2 separate regions of the Mus musculus genome follow, and region 2 is linked to region 1. A link is a contact called in public HiChIP or PLAC-seq data. All regions are on one chromosome and are shown on one strand. The core of a region is the stretch at or near the end of the contact, and the rest is flanking DNA. Distances in the headings are between cores, read along the strand shown. Region 1 overlaps Med14 (mediator complex subunit 14). Region 2 has its middle 79 kb from the start of AA414768.

Region 1 (2,700 bases), core at 136-2,635:
TGTAGGGTTGGAGAGATGGCTCCCTACTAGAGCATTGGTTGTTCTTTCAGAGAACCCAGGTTCAGCACCCACATGACAGTTCAACACTGTTGTAACTCAGCTCCAGGGGATCTGACCTCCTCATATAGACATGCATGCAGACAAAATAACAATGCATATAAAATAAGTCATTAAAAAGATTGTGTTGTTATATCTACCATGATCTCTAAAATATGAATGTAAAGTGAAATAACAACTGGTTTTTTGGATTTTGCTTTTTGAAAAAGGGGCTTATGTAGCCTAGCTGGCCTTGAATTTGCTATGTAGCTAAGGATAAACTTAAATTCCTTTTGTTTTTGTTTCTCCTTTCCTATCCTAAGATTACAAGTCATATGCCATCATGCTTGCTGAAACCTTCAACTTTTCCTTATTATTTTTTAAAAGATTTATATGAGTACACTGTAGCTGTCTTCATACACACCAGGAGAGGGCATCAGATCCCATTACAGATGGTTGTGAGCCACCATGTGGTTGCTGGGATTTGAACTCAGGACCTCTGGAATCTGGAAGAGTAGTCAGTGCTCTTAACTGCTGAGCCATTTCTCCGGCCCCATTTTTCTTCATTATTATTAGTACTTTTTAAGTGTATTGGTGTTTTGCCTTACATGTATTTCTGTGTGAGGGGGCCTGATCCGCATTGTTTCTCTCTTGGATGTTATTTCAATTACTTATAGAAGTCCCTGAGTTACTGTTTGGGTGATGGGAAGAGTAGGCACATGATTTTGGGGCATGCAATGCATTCCTGTCTACCTCCCTGTGCGTTGGGGAAAATGGAAAGACACGTATGGTTTTTGTAGGTGCACATGGTTCTTATACTCTACTCAGATGTTTTTGTCTTTCTCCTCTGTGATCCATACATGCTATACACACACGGATCTTCATACAATACTTTCTTGAATTCATTCAAGCTCTTAAAAACTTAACTACAATCTCCTCTTTAAATTGATGGATAATATTAAAATACCAGCTCATTTTCTTCTTATAATAATGAATTCTGAGCTGTGAATAACTACATGTAATCTTACTGGCAGTGTTTTTCTCTTTATTGATTGCAAGTTGCAAGTCATTTTTTGAGCTGTTCTAGACTTTAGTTCCTTTTGAGTGTAAACTTGTATTGTCTATTTGGTCATCAGCTAGCTTTCTAAACTTTCTTCTTCTGACTCTCAAAGTCAGGCTAGATAAATATTTAAATAATTTGTGGGACAGGGTATGTAAGAATCCAGTCATAGAAGCCATGTCATTGTTTACTGAGGGCAAGGCTTTCTTTCCTCCATCAGAGGACCTTCTGGCCTGCCTTCCTAAGATGGACTCTGCCAGATGAGTTTCAGCCTGTCCCTACTTTTGCCTGACTTCAGTTTCATTTTGACGAAACAGTAGAATCACAAATATAATCAGTTCTCGTTTTTAGTTCCTTCATTTGAAACCACTTGAACTGATTCTGGAGTACTTACAGCTTGTAGCAAAAAATGGGAGCATACTGTGAATTTTGAAGATTTCCGTATTGCGGATATTCTCTTTGAAGCGAAACGCCGAAGCACCTGTGACTTGTACTTGCTTTACTCTAGTTTCCAAGGGCATCTGAGAACAGGAAGACTGCTCATGCTGATACACTGTCACTTTGACAAAGATTGCCCTTAGAAAAGATGGGATCAAGATAGATAACAGGCAGAGAAAAGCTGATTTCTTTTGTGAATTTAGCAGTTTAATACCCCTGTGCTTTTTCTCTTTTCAGTTGTCTAACCTCGAGATACCACATCAGGGAGTGCAAGTGGAAGGTGATGGCTTCAACCATGCAATTCGCTTATTAAAGTAAGCTTGTGTTCTGTGTCTAACTTGGCGCTACTTGTTGCAGTCACAGTGGAGAACAGTTTCTCTCCTATGGAACAGCGTAAAGCAGTGCTCACAGTCTGTGTATGTCGTAGATTTTTGTGTAGAATTACGGAGGTCCAGGGGAGGTTCTTTTTTGTTCATTTGGTGGCAATCCAGCACCATCTGGCATTTTAGGGCATCATTTGTTAACCAGATAATCTAGTCAGTGTAAATGTTTCAGGTTTGATTTTTGTAAAGCCCTCCAGGATGCCTTGGGTTTGCATAGCAGGGAAATATAGGCTACTTCAAAGTCAAGGTGGGAATTCCCAGGAAAGTGCCAGTTGTATATGCAGACTGAAAGAGTGATGAGAATTAGCCAGACGAAAGGGAGATGGGGTTAGAGTAGAGGTCCTAACCAGAAGAGGTAACTGCTAATATGAAGGGTTGGAGGTAAGAAAATGCTCAGCATGATGGATCTGAATGTTGAGCAACAGATAAAGGCAGGTGATAGAGATGAGCACAAAGGTGTAAGCAGGAATGCCTAGAGCCCGTAGAGTCTTTTTTTTTTTTTTTTGTCATTAAGCAATGTAGACCTTATCCTACTGGTACTAGGAAACCATCTGAAGCTGGACACTCTATTCTAGCACATTCCTCACAATATCTTCACAATTATTCAAGAGGCTGATGACAGAGGATTTAGACCAGTTTTAACATTACAGTGAAGTGCCCATTTTAAGACACAAAAACAACCCCAAAAAGAAGCCAATATGATTTTAAGTACAAACTGACATCATTAGAAAAGTTTTTCTGGAAATTGAACCTTATGGCAATATGCAGAATAAAGGAGAGTGA
Region 2 (2,934 bases), core at 316-2,815, 140 kb before region 1:
ATAAAGAGTGTTAAATTAACACCATGGGGCCAGCCAGGTATGCTCCTCCCCACAGTGACCTGGCAACAGCCATGTAGGCCTGGTCCACTATTAAAAGGGCTGCTTGCCCCCTCCTCCCTCTCTTGTTCTCTTGGTCTCTTTCCTTCTTGCTCCTGCTCTGTCTCCTCGACCCTTCCCCACCCCCACCACCACCATGTGCTCATGGCCTGCCTCTCCTCCTCTCCTCTCCTCTCTCTACCTTTCTCTGCCTCTACTACCTTCTTAACTCCCCTCCCCATGCCCTGAATAAACTCTATTCTATTCTATTCTATACTGTTCTGTGGCTGGTCCCTCAAAGGGAAGGCATGCCTCAGCATGGGCCTGCTGAGACATTCCCTTCCCCCACACCTCACCACACATCCAAAGAACATAATCTCTTCTCTCTTTATCTTTTTATTAACACATCACAGTTGACCTGGTTCAATGCCCAGCACCTACATGGCAGCTTAATTCTAGTTCCAGGAGATCCAATGCCCTCTTCTGTCCTCCACAGGCACCAGCCACACATGTGCATGGGCATACATGCAGGCAAAACACCCAAACACATATTAAATAAATATAAGTAATTGCCAGGTATTTGGTTGTTTTTTTTAAAATTACACAGTGTGTACATGTGCTTGTTCAAAGACAGTTGTTATGCATTGTACCAGCTTTGTGGGAAAACCCGCATCCATTCTCCTCACACAGCTGGTATCTGAAGGCAGAGAACAAGGGTCATCTATGTACTATACACTTACCGACTCACTGTTTTATCAGAGGATGTTAAGTAATTACAGATTTCAGCATAGACTCAAAGATTCTCTTCATCTGGGAACTTCTCTTATCACTTGTATTCAAAGGTTAAATATAGAAGAAGGAATAAAAAAAAAAGACTCCAGACATTATGTAGTCACTGTCTGGAACTGGCAGGCATTATATTTCAACAGGATATTATCACTAAGGCGAAGAGAAATGATTCTTACTGGGTAGGAAATGATTGCACAGAGCAGTGTTGTTCAAGCAATCAGAGATCACGTCATGTGGTGAATGAAGGGTTTGCAATTCTATTGTTCATTTAAAATGGGCTGCTGGGAGAAAAAAGGCTGAAAAGAGCTTAGGGAGCAATGTCACACAGCTCCCCACCCCACCCCCACCCTGCTCTCCGCCCAGAAAATTCTGGAGTTCTAAAGTACCTGCTCTGACATCAGCCATCAGCAACCTTGGCTCTTTGAATTCCTTGCGTTTAGCTTGCACTCCCACCCGGTTCCCGTGTGGCGTTCATAGGGAACTGAAAGGGACCACGGGGTGTCTTTCCAAAGGTTTGTTAGGAAATCTGTCTTAGTTTCAGAACAGATTTTCTTCAGTTCTCTCACTGACTTCTGTTCTCAAGCAGGCCACTTGAGCGCATGTCACCCTTAGGAAATGAGCGTTTGCTACGGGATGACAGTAAAGAGTCGGTTCCTGGCAATCTCTAGCTGAGGTGCCATCTTGGAGCAACGCAGTCTTCCCCCCTCCCTTCCCTCCTTGCCTCTGCATGCAGGAGAAGAAAGAAAGTGGGAGGCACCCGGGAGGCTTTGAGCAGAGGTGGGGACTTCCCAGCACTAATAGAAAGAGGAAGGGAAAAGTGCCGGGGTGGCCCAGTAGTGAGACAGGGGGCAGAGCAGGAACATTGATCATATTAGCCGCCATCAGGAGGAAAGTCCCTGCCCGTGGGACACTGGCAACTGGAGTGGTAGTAGCTGAGGTACTGTTCAATGTACAGGTTGCTGGTTTAATGTTTTACTCCAGCCCACTGAAACCTAACCTTTTTCTTATTTTGAAACAAGCCTTCACCGGATCTCTCTCTCTCTCTCTCTCTCTCTCTCTCTCTCTCTCTCTCTCTCTCTCTCTCTCGCGCGCGCGCGCGCGCACACACACACACACACACACATACACACACAGGATACAATCACTGGGTCTGTCTGTCTGTCTCTGTCTGTCTCTGTCTCTTTCTCTCATACATACACACACATGGGATACAAAACAATACAGCAAACATCTGGCTTAAGATAGAAAGCAGGTCTGGGGGTGCTAGGCTTGGTGGTGCACACCTTTGGTACCAGCACTTAGGAGGCCAGGACAGCCAGGACTCCATGGAGAGGCTCTGTATCAAAAAGCAAACAAACAAACAATAACAAAAACACAAGAAAGGGAAATAGGGCTGCACTGCGGAGCACAGAGACTTGAGTTCAGACCCCCTCCCAGCCAGGCACAGTAACCCCTGTCTAATCCAAGAGCTCCACAGCAAGATGGGAAGCAGAGACCAGAGAATCCCCAGGAGATCTCAGGCCAGCTAGCCTGGTATAGCCTGGGGCAAACAGCAGACTTTGTCTCACATAATGTGGAAGATATGGATTGATACCCAAGATTGTTCTTGGACCTCCGTACATGCAGTGTAGTATCTGTGTGAGTACACTCACACATATGGACAGATATACACAGACACATACATCACATATATATAAACTCACAAAATATAATGATAAAATACAAGATAGAGAATGGCTTAGATAGTCAGAGGCAGCCTCTGTGTACCCTCAAGACAACCATAAGTTTTGAATAGTATTATAACTTCCATGTGGACTTTTATTGTTTTGTTACACATATATTTATTTTATCAATCTTAAATGTATTAGTCTACTTTGGATTACTAGAACAAGATACCTAAGGCTGGTTGTTTGTAAAAGGTTTATTTAGCTCATAGGTCTGGACATAGACTAACTAGTCAGGGAGCATGGCAGTAGCCACTGTAAGGCCCCCACTGGCTCCATCACAACCCAGCAGAGGGCAACATGTGGTCAGCTGCTACAAAAGGAGAAATTACAGAGTGGAACAGTAAACTGAAAATGACTTGGGGTCTGGCCTTGCTTTTTCAGG

What was found. HiChIP or PLAC-seq counts read pairs in DNA pulled down with a chosen protein or histone mark.
Region 2: a contact with region 1 is called in an H3K27ac HiChIP or PLAC-seq map of bone marrow-derived dendritic cells, with 2.6 times the contacts expected there. The contact joins two enhancer-like sites. A contact is called at or near these places in 10 of 484 Hi-C or Micro-C datasets (the G1E-ER4 cell line, LSK cells, differentiating embryonic stem cells and 4 more), 8 of 115 datasets of contacts at active chromatin or transcription factors (bone marrow-derived dendritic cells, embryonic stem cells, microglia and 1 more) and 4 of 9 other capture datasets (adipose tissue, embryonic stem cells, liver and 1 more).

The regions. Positions count from the first base shown.
Region 1 is chrX:12,712,731-12,715,430 of GRCm38.p6, reverse strand. Med14 (mediator complex subunit 14) reads left to right here. Exons shown (of 31, transcript NM_001048208.1): 16 at 1,772-1,848. Among named protein-coding and RNA genes, the nearest start is that of Gm52422, 17 kb to the right of the region's middle. Within about 2 kb of position 1,385, at least 8 of the 459 cell types and tissues checked have an H3K27ac peak or open chromatin away from gene starts, as enhancers often do. A contact at or near this core is called in bone marrow-derived dendritic cells, where this site is marked.
Region 2 is chrX:12,856,757-12,859,690 of GRCm38.p6, reverse strand. No RefSeq gene overlaps it. Among named protein-coding and RNA genes, the nearest start is that of AA414768, 79 kb to the left of the region's middle. Within about 2 kb of position 1,565, at least 178 of the 459 cell types and tissues checked have an H3K27ac peak or open chromatin away from gene starts, as enhancers often do. A contact at or near this core is called in bone marrow-derived dendritic cells, where this site is marked.